2 separate regions of the Gossypium hirsutum genome follow, and region 2 is linked to region 1. A link is a contact called in public Hi-C data. All regions are on one chromosome and are shown on one strand. The core of a region is the stretch at or near the end of the contact, and the rest is flanking DNA. Distances in the headings are between cores, read along the strand shown.

Region 1 (5,470 bases), core at 2,157-4,656:
AATTCGGTTCGAAACCGGTCGGTTAACCGAAAATTTTCGGTTAACCGAAAAAATTAATAAATAAAATTATCCAACCCAACCCAAACTCAATTATCCAACCCAATAAAACTAAAACTAAAGTTTACCCAATTACCCAATCCAATAAAACTAAAACTAAAAGACAACCCAATTTACTAAAGTCTAAAACCCAATTTACTTTAATAATTTATAAATTTTTTAAATTTTAAAAATAAAAAATAAAAAAATTCGGGTATTTTTCGGTAATTCGGTTAATTCGGTTAATTCGGGTAATTCGGGTAATTCAGGTAATTTGGGTAATTTTTAACCAAAAATAAAAAATACATAATTTTCGGTTAATTCGGTTAACCGACCTTATTAACCGAAAAAATTTCGGTTCGGTTAAATTTTTTTAAAAAAAATCGGTTCGGTTAACGGTTAAAATTTTTGGAAGGTCGGTTAATTCGGTTATAGTAATTTCGGGTCGATTAACCGGTCGGTTAACCGAATGAACACCCCTACTTGTCGCGTGTAAAATCTACTAATCTGAAACCTTTTATTTTCCTCGATCTAAATGTTTGGATCTATATAAATAACTTTAATCATCAATTTCATACATTTCATATTCATTTGGACTCAATTTACATCTTAAGAAAAATTACCATTTTACGCTTAATATTTCCATAAATTCTAATTTCGTCCCTAGGCTCAGAAAATAAAATTTATGCAATTTAATCCCTATTCCAAGCCTAACCGAAATTTCAAAGTTACAGCACATATTTTCTATAAATTTCAGAATTTTTCATCAATTTTAACAACTTTACATTTTAGTCCTTAAACCATGTTTTCATCAAAAATCACTTTGTAAAAGTTGTTTATCTATCAGCAACCTTTCATTTTCTACCATAAATTTCTAATTTTCAGCATATAAATCCATGACCCAAATTTCATACTTTGATAACTTTTCAAATTGATCCCCCAAATAGAAATATTAAGCTATCCCGATTTCAAAAATATCAAAATTTCTAAAAACAGGACAAGGAAACTTACCCAATTAAGCCATGAAAGTTTCTTCTCTCTCTCCTAGGGTTTACATGTGTTTTAGCTTGAAGATGATATAAAAATAAGATGATATCTTTTATCATCTTTTTAATTAATTAAATATTTTCAAATTTCAATTTAGTTCTTGTCCTTTTTCTAAATTTCCATGGATAAGTCACCAAAATATCTACATACTTTTCTTTAATGGTATAATTACCATATAAGTACCTCAAATTTTGAATTTCATAGCTATTTAATCCTTATAATTACTAGAATTCAACTTTTGCATTTTATGCGATTTAGTCCTTCTCGCGATTAAGCACATAATCAATAAAATTTTCTTATCAGACTTTTCACATGACACTTCTAACATAACATGGACCATATAATAAAATAAAAATAAATTTTATTTTTGGATCGGATTTGTTGTCCCGAAACCACTGTTTCGATTTCACTGAAAAATGAGTTGTTACAGTACAAATGACTTGCTATATTATGAATGATGTGCCAACTAAGATAGCATTGAAAACTCCATACGAATTATGGCATGACAAGAAGCCAAGTCTAAACCATTTGAGGATTTAGGGATGCCTGACCCACATATTGGATAAAGATGCGAGGAAGTTAGACTTACAGACAAAATGTGCATGTCTATAGGATATTCAAAGGGAACAAAGGGTGGTTTGTTTTATAACTCGAAATAGCAAACTGTTATAGTATTAACTTATGCTACTTTCCTTGAAGAAAGCTACATAAATGAATTTAAACCTCAAAGTAAAGAGGTACTCAAGGAACTTTTAGGAAATATATAAAACTCTACTGAAACGATTTCAGAACCAAATCCTAATAGTAGACCAATAAACGATTAGCAGCATAAGGTGCTTCAGTGCAGTGGAAGGGTCTTTTGTAGGCTTGAGTTCTTCTAATCAGGCAGAAGTGTTTTTACACTGAGTTTACAAAATAGGAAGATGATGACCCACTCACGTATGATGAAGTGATGAAGTGATGAAGTGATGAAGAGTCTTGATTCCAAGCTCAGGGAAATAACTATGAAAGTTGAAATGAATTCTATGGACTCTAACCCAGTGTGAGAACTTGTAGACTTACCGGAAGGGATAAAACCATTAGAGTGTAAATAGATCTACAAGAAGAAAAAAATACGAATGAAAAAGTGAAAACTTATAAGGCAAGACTTGTAGGAAAATGTTATACTCGGAAAGAATGTATCGAACATGAAGAAACATTCTCTCCGGTTGCCATGCTCAAGTCAACCTACATATTTTTATCCATTACAATGACACTCGATTACAAGATCTAGCAAATGGATGTTAAGACAACGTTTTTGAATGGCTATCTTGAAGAGAGCATCTATATGATGCAACCCACCAGATATATAACTAAAGGAAATGAGTATAAAGTTTGCAAACTGCTTAGATCCATATATGGACTTAAGCAAACATCCCGCTCATGGAATCAAAGATTTTATCAAGTGATTAAGACTTTTGGATTTGAGCAAAATGTAGATGAACTTTGTGTTTATAAACGTTTAGGGGATGGAAAGACGATCTTTCTCGTTCTATATGTCGATGACATTCTACTCATTGGGAATGATGTAGGGACATTATTATTGGTTAAACTATGCTATCCAATTTAGTCCCCCCGAACATATGAGACATGTGCAAGAATTTCATCTCTTGAAAGGAGTGCTCAATAACTCGCGGTGCACTCACACTTAAATTGTGTATCTACGTCCCAATAATCTGATTTTCGGTATGATTATATAAACATAAAAAATTTATAAAATTAATAATGTTAACAACTTAATAATTATATTAATTAAAATTAAAAAATTTAATAATATTTTTTACCATTAACCTTGGACGCCAAAAATGTGTTTGTCATTCAAACGAATAAGAGGCATTAACATTTTTAAAATTATAAAAATTAAAGAAATTATGAAATATAAAATTAAGACAACAATAATTTGAGAGAAATTGAATGAACAATTGAGAATAAGATAGTTGAGAGAATAGATTAATAGGATTAAGAGATTGAGAGAATATGATTTGAATGCAAAAGAATGAAAATAAGTTGAGTATATATAGCAAATAAACTATTCTCATCCATATTATATTTTTAATTATTTAAATTTAATTTATAAAAATTCTAATTAAATTAAAAATATTATTATATATTTATATTTTTCGTATTTTAATACAGAAAAAACAAAACAATGAATTGGCTTGACAAGGTAACGTCAAACTGATGTGCTTTTGGAATTATTTATTAAAGAAGGTTAAGTGGCTTTTGAAAATGAACTGACCAATTTGGACTAAGATGGCTAATAAATTTAATCATTATATTTTATTATATTTATTTTTAACTGTAGGAAGTATGACCGGTCTATTTAGGAGTGAAGAAGAAGGAAACTGGGAAGAAATTTGATTTCTAACTGAAGCACTCTACTTTTTTCTCTCTCTCTCTCTCTCTCTCTCTCTTTTGAAAATTTAATTCTAACAGAAGCAATTTTTTGCTTTTTATTTTTCTATTTTCCATTGGATTGAAGGAGGGGGAGGAGGTGATGGAGAATTCAGTTGCTGAACATCAACGCAGGGAAGCATCTTCTTCTTCATCAGATCCTTCAAATCATGCTCAGGTATTTTACTTATTACTATTGTTGTTATTATAGATTGCTAACTGGTGATTTTTTTCACCAATCCGGTTACCAGCCATTTTTTTTAATATTTGTAATTGACTGGAATCAAGCTTCGTTTGATCTAGTTTTGGTGAAATTTTACTGGATTTAGCTTACAACTTGTTTTGTTTCCTTGTTCAATTGATTTTTTATTTCATAATATTATAAAATAGATGAGATGAACCAAAAAAACAAAATTTTGATCTATTTAATTTTTGTTCATGTGCGCCATTCTTAGATTAGGCTTGATGCGGAGGAGCTTATTTGAATATTACTGATATTTTGTCCCACTTTCCGTTTATTTATAATTGGTGTTGTGAGTAGTAAATAACAAATTTATGGGATTTTGGTTTTAAATGAGTAGTTGGAGGATGATTTGTTGTATGAAGCTCTATTAGAATTTCTATTTCCTTGTGCTTGGAATACCTACAAAACCCAATCTATTAGAATTTCCCAAAATTTGAGTAAAGTTGTGCTTGGAAACCTTTCCACTGCTTTGTTGATATGACCAACTCTGAATTTCTTCATGTCGCCGGAAGCACTGTTTATCGTTTTCGAATAATAAATTAACGGGAAAAGTGCCCAACCCTCATATTGATTGTAAAAATTGTACTTTATGATTTCCAAATACAATGAATGTGATCTAGGTTTATTTTTGCACTTTATTTACCAATTGTTCTATCAATAACTAGCCATAGATTTAAATGTTTGCTGGAACTAGATGTTAGGCAGGGATTTAAATAGCGGACCGATATCGGAATAGCGGCCGTTATATAGCGGTAGTGGCGCCGTCCGAAACCGCTATTGCTAAAAATAGCGGTATGAAGCGGAGTCACACCAATAGCGGTGGATCGCGGCCGCAATTTAACGGGTAACGGCCAATTGCGGGAATAACGGGCCGCTATTCCCGTTATTTTCCGTTACAGTGGTTAAAGCAGCATCAGATTGAAGGATGAGATGAAGGTTGGGGATTCCGTTCAGGTACAATAGAGAAAAGAATTAGCTTAGGTTCACAGCCCACCCCTTCTTTTGAGCAAGAGTGAGTAGTAGCTAAGATCTTGAGGTTTTCAGCGTGCTTGCTGTCCATGGTTGGGTCGATTCTGCGGGGGCCAGTGGAATTGTACAACCGGCGCGAAACAGCTGGGCAATGGGATATGCCGATTGTATGACCACCTGAAAAACAAATGAGAGACTTTGAACATCCGAGAAGCCTGAGAACATTTCCCCAAAGGAAAAGTGAAGCAAGGATGAACATGATGAGCCATGAAGCGACAGTGATGAAGTTGAACTGATATACTTGTAGGCTGAAGCAATATCCATGTTGCTGTTGAAACCAGAACAACTGTTGCACACTTGCACTCACTTTCTTTCTCCTGAAATATTTTTGAAAGAAAGTAGTTTGGGGGTGTATTTCCTCTGTGTTTTCAAGTAATGAAACGTTGAATTTGTTGATAAAAAAATTTAAGTGAAGAACAAAGAGGAGTTTGTTTGATTTACACGTGCACAAGTGTAAAGAACAACGTGGAAGCCATGCAATAGTCGGTAAAATTGGAGAACTAAGTGGTCAAGTTAAGCCCTTGGTTACTGAAGAGAGTAAGGAGAGTAGTGAAGTTGTGGAAAAGGCTTGGAATGTTTTACAATAAATTGTGCGAATTTTAAAAAAATTCACGACCGCGACACCTGCGATGACCGCAATAGCATCCGTTATGTCCGCAACCGCGATAAACGTAACGCGAC
Region 2 (5,323 bases), core at 2,637-5,136, 450 kb before region 1:
TCCTCTTCAAGTTGTTAAAAGTTTGTAATATCCATTCTCATCTTCATCACCTGGCTTGGTGGAAAATATTTCACCAAAAATCAATTAACAAGTTCCTATCAAGTTGATATTGACTCTACAACCTATGAATCTAACCATATAAAAGCTCCATCACATAATGAAAAGGGGAAAAGCCAAAGACAAATAACATCATCGGGTACCTATTATATTTAAATGTGTCACAAAGGGTTAGAAATTACTTAAAGTGCTGGTTTGGGTATTCATTCATCGATCTTCGATATTGTAAATTGGTCTGGATCATCTGAATCATGGTCGGTTTAATCTCAAAATTATCAGCGTTGATCGTCAGCCTATTGATACTACCTTGCACAACATCCAAGTTGGGCATAACATAGTCCTATAATGTATGGTTGCGTTCTTCCATCTGCCTTCTAATTGCGGAATTTGCTCTTCTAGTAGTGGAATATGATTTTGTTGCTCCCAAACAGTGGATTTTCCTGTAGTGGATCAATGTGTAGTGGCTCTTCCCTCGGAATTATTCTCTTTCTAGTGTTGTGTGGTGTTCTTTCAGGTTCAAGATCGGGCAGAATCATCTCGTTCCTACTTTGAGTCATACAATGCACAACCAAGACCTACTTATCTTACTAAGCATGCACTGACTAAGCATGCACTGACTACTACTAAATCAATTTTAAGCACCAAAACCTCATTGACAACGACGTTGATAACTTGACCACGCTGATGCGTATGCACCGAAGCTATGTAAATAATTCAAATAACATATATGGAATTGCATTTTACTACAAGTATATAGGTCAAATTGTAATATAGTTTTAGATTTACAGCAAAATACGAAAGTATTCCGAGGATCGTACTGAAAGGAGGTATGAATAAATTTGAATTAAACAGTAACAACGAACATGCAAAGTTAAGTCTAACTAGCTACTTCCCTAATTATTATAGTATGACTAAACATAAATTGAGAGTGTAAAACTAACTACTACTTGAATGGATCTAATTGAAAAAATAGTAAAAATGGAAAAAAAAATTTATTAAGAATGACAAACAGGAGTTGACAAATTCAATGTTTGTAATTAATCTAGACTTAGTGATTTTTATTGATTATTTCTTAATTAGTTCAATTAATACCTTTCAGCCTATAATCTTACCAATCTTGCAATTTAGTCTACTTATATTTCGACCTAATGGATCGAAAAGGGACAATTGAATTGGTTTCGAGTAAAATCTCTTTTCGGTCTCATTTCCCTAAATTTCTACCTAGAGTCATCAATTCTAGTTTTTTAAGTTGATCCAATTTAATCCAATGAATCTGTATAAACCCTAAGTTAGATTAACTATTCCCACATCAATTAACCAACTTCCCTAAGGTTTTAGTTACAACCCATTCTAATTATCCCAAACCCATTTATTTTTTAAAGCATTAATGAAGTTAATGATAAGAAAGAACATGGTTTAAATATGCTTAGTAATCCAAAGACTTCTAATTATGGAGATCGTGTTGAACAGCAACCAAAATTCTTTCAACAGAAATGTTCAATCACTCTTACGATTTATGAATCCGCAACAAACGAAGTATGAAAAGTAAATATGAAAAAAATAAAGAACAAAATTATAAAAACTTAATTTACCAGAGAACGAAAATTGAAATAACAAAGTTTTAAAGTAAATCCTACAAACTATCTACTAAGCTAATATGAATCGTAAAAAACCCTCCCTTAATTGTGTTTTTTAGTTCCCATTTATAGAACTAATGATCTTTGACCTAATTGGGATGACTCTGCCCTAAATTATGAGTATAAAGTTGATTATGCGGATAGAAACACCCTTGCAGATTTTAAATCAGTCGAGCCTCAATTTTGTGACATCACAGGTCCAATGTCATGACATTCCAAGCAGTTTGCTCGAGTATTTGAAGAGGGTCTTGGTTGTTGCTACTTTTCTTCTAAATGTCGCGACTTTGTTGCAACCTTGTGATTGACTTCCATCTTTGGCTATTGTCGTGGATGTCGCGACTTCATCTATCGAATGTTGCGACCTTAGCCACAGTCTACTGGCATTATTGATGTTGCTCGAAAATTCTTCTAAGTGTGTGTGCAACTTCAATGTTGCAACATTCTAGGCATCCCATAACTCCTTTGCTAATTGGTTCAAATTGTGTCTTGCACCACTATATCAACTTGTTAGAACTTCAGTAGGCTCGAGTTGGCCTAATTGGTAGATAAGCATCATAAAAAGGCTTGTTTTATTCAATTAAGTATAACATAAAATTTAGAAACTATGAAAATAGCATAAAAATGCTCAATTACAAGCTCCTTAAGTATAAAAAGAACCTAATTTACGATATTAAGTTATGGCAAATCAACTTCATAACTAAAATAATTCTTAATTAATAGACGAAGGGTTGTAACTTAGTTATATATGTTCAATCGGTTCTTCCACTAACTCAACACAAATTTGTTTGGATTGCTTATTAGAATCAATGTGATAAATGTATGAAAACAACGAAAGAGAAATAAATTTCATGAATTACTATCCACAGTTAATGAATTTTCTTGTAGGAAATAAAAGATAACTTATAAATGAATTTAATTTCTTTATATTTTCATTTAATTTTATTGTAATTAAATAATTGGGTTCAATATGAAAAATTAAATTAGTCATCGCCGTTTTATTAAACATGAAAACTAAATTATTTACTCATTGTTTGTAGTAGGATAAAGTCATCATGACTTTGATGGAATTGAAATTGAGCTGAAAAAATGAATTAATTGAATTAATTTTGATTAATAATATTTTGAGAATAAAAAATGTTTATTAGATTGGATAATTATATGAGTTTGTTTTAATTTAAATAAAATTGAACTAAATATATAATTATACCCAATACATAAAAGACCCATTAGGTCTTATACAATATTGGTTGGATGGCACACTAGGTGTGGGAACACAATGTTTGCCACCCACAACATAGAGTTCTAAGGAGACTCTGGGTTTTCTACTAAAATATCTTCTTCTTCTTTTTCTTCTTTTTTCTTTTCTTCTGTTTTAGTAGAACTATTATGATACTTCCTACAATGGGATAGCCAAAAATACACACCGTTCATACGTGGATACTTTGCCGAAATTTAAAAAAAAAATTATTTAGTCTAGAATAAATTATATTTTTTGGGATTACATGTGATTTAAATTTCAATTTTGGTTTCTTATAGAAAAAGTGAACTTTCCTTATTGGAAAGTTTTGGTTTTCATTCTATGTTCAGTTTTAGATAATAGCATACTTTCTTAGAAATTGATGGTTTGCAAATAGCAGTGAAGATCATTCACTGAAAGTTAGGATTCGTCAAAACTTCCTAGCTCGAAAATACAAATGCTAAATTTGATAAAATTTATTACCATAATTAATAAAACAAAATTTTGAATTTAAAAAAAAAATTTAATTTTTACAATGCAACAAAACACTTTTCATAAACCATTTTTTGGAAAAATTTCCAGTGTTAGTGACCTTCACTCCCATATGGACAAAGCGAAAGTTTTCAAAAAACCCAAATGCCACCTGCAAATCTTTTCACTTCCACTCTATTTGAGACATGACCGAATCAATTATTGTAGGACTGATACGTGTCTCCAAAAACGCAAAAATATCAATACCAAACTCTTTGTAGATTATGGGATTCATCTAATCAACACTTACAGTCAGCTGAAAAAAGAGCTTGCATGTTATCCTTTTGAGCTTCATTTTCATCAATGGCCACATCAGTGATTAGGATTGTAGTTTTCATCAATGGTTTGGTTCTAGTGATGTCTTAGCCTTCGTACCCGATTGAAGCTGTAACTACCCAACATCCTTTTGAGCCTGCCCCACTACAAACCGGACTATTCCTTTCCAAATTTTTTTAAGCCCACCACTCACAATACTTACCCTTCATTTTCACCCCATTTATTATAGACCCACTAGAGTTGTTGTAAGACTGGCTCAACTTTAACCCACTAGCACATTTAAATCCTCACTCAAATTTCGAAAAAATAGAAATAAAATTTAAATTTCGAGTTATTTGAGTCAACTCGAATAATTAATTTAAATTTTAAATTTGAGTTGAATTTTAGAATTTGAATAATTCAAATAATGTATTTGTGCAAATACCCTTTGATTCATGTCAATTTTGAAAACAAGCAAATTAGTCTCTCTCAACAAAAGTTACAAAAAAAATAAATAAATGATTTTCAAGAATTCAAAATAATTTTTAAAATTTAAAATATTTATAAAAATTCAAAAATTTATTTTTTCAAAAAAATTTAAAACTATATTAAGAAAGTTAAAATTTTTAAATTGTTCTAAAATAATAATTTTGGGAAACTAAATAAATAAATTAATGATTTAAGTTTATCATATTAAAGTATTATTATTATTTAAAATTTTTTTAAATATATATGATTTTAAATTTATATGCTCTAAAATGGAGTTAGTTATACATATGATAACAATATTTTAATTTGATATGTTTATTTTTTTTAATTTAACTCGAATAATTTCACCCGATTCGGAGCGACTTGAATTTCATTTCACTCAACTCAATTCGAAAAAAATTCAAATCGAGTTTGGATGATAAAATAGGATTCGTCAACTCGATTAACACAAAATTTTTTCATTCAATTCGATCGAAAACCTCACCGCTACTTCCAACTACTATAGGTTTATCATAAGTTTTCATTTTAAGTACTGAAATTTAAAAAATTGTAAATCAGACACTATCATTAACAACCATTTTAATTTTAGATACCCAGCTTTAATAACTTTATATTATGGTCACTTATTTTATATTTTTATAAATTAATTTTTCTTTTCCTTTTTTATTAGAATTGATTTTATTTTATTTTTTTCAGAAAATCTTGAGGTTTTGTAGGAAATAACTTAGGTTTTTATCGGAAGAAACTTGGGTTTTTATAAAAAAACTTAATTTTATCCTTTTAATTTCTTTTATCTTTTTATTTTTAAGAATTAATTTTAACTTTTTTCAGTAAAACAGAAAATTATGAGATTTTACAAGTAATTATATGGGTTTTTATCTGAAAAATCAATTTTTCATTTTAATAACTTTTATTTTTTTTTCGTTTTTAGAATTAATTTAAATTTTTCCTAGTAAAAAGAAAACTTTGGGTTTTAAAAAAGAATTACTAGGGTTTTTCCATTTTATATTCTTAGTTTTCTTAACTTTTTTTCTTTTCTAAAATTATTTTTTAGTTTTTTCAGAAAAAGATTGAATTTTTATAAATAAATTATTAAAAAAAACTTGGGTTTTTGAAA

The links. Hi-C and Micro-C count contacts between places; a contact is called where the count stands out from the background.
Region 2: a contact with region 1 is called in a Hi-C map of leaf, with 2.1 times the contacts expected there. The contact joins the enhancer-like site here to the promoter of LOC107888472 in region 1. A contact is called at or near these places in 2 of 34 Hi-C or Micro-C datasets (both in leaf).

What each region holds. Positions count from the first base shown.
Region 1 is chrA09:1,773,101-1,778,570 of Gossypium_hirsutum_v2.1, reverse strand. LOC107888472 reads left to right here and starts at 3,406. Exons shown (of 8, transcript XM_041077599.1): 1 at 3,406-3,694. The coding sequence starts at 3,620.
Region 2 is chrA09:2,221,169-2,226,491 of Gossypium_hirsutum_v2.1, reverse strand. It overlaps LOC121206911 (small nucleolar RNA R71), which reads left to right; the gene lies at 1-44. Among protein-coding and RNA genes, the nearest start is that of LOC121206911, 2.7 kb to the left of the region's middle. Within about 2 kb of position 3,886, at least 5 of the 9 cell types and tissues checked have an H3K27ac peak or open chromatin away from gene starts, as enhancers often do. A contact at or near this core is called in leaf, where this site is marked.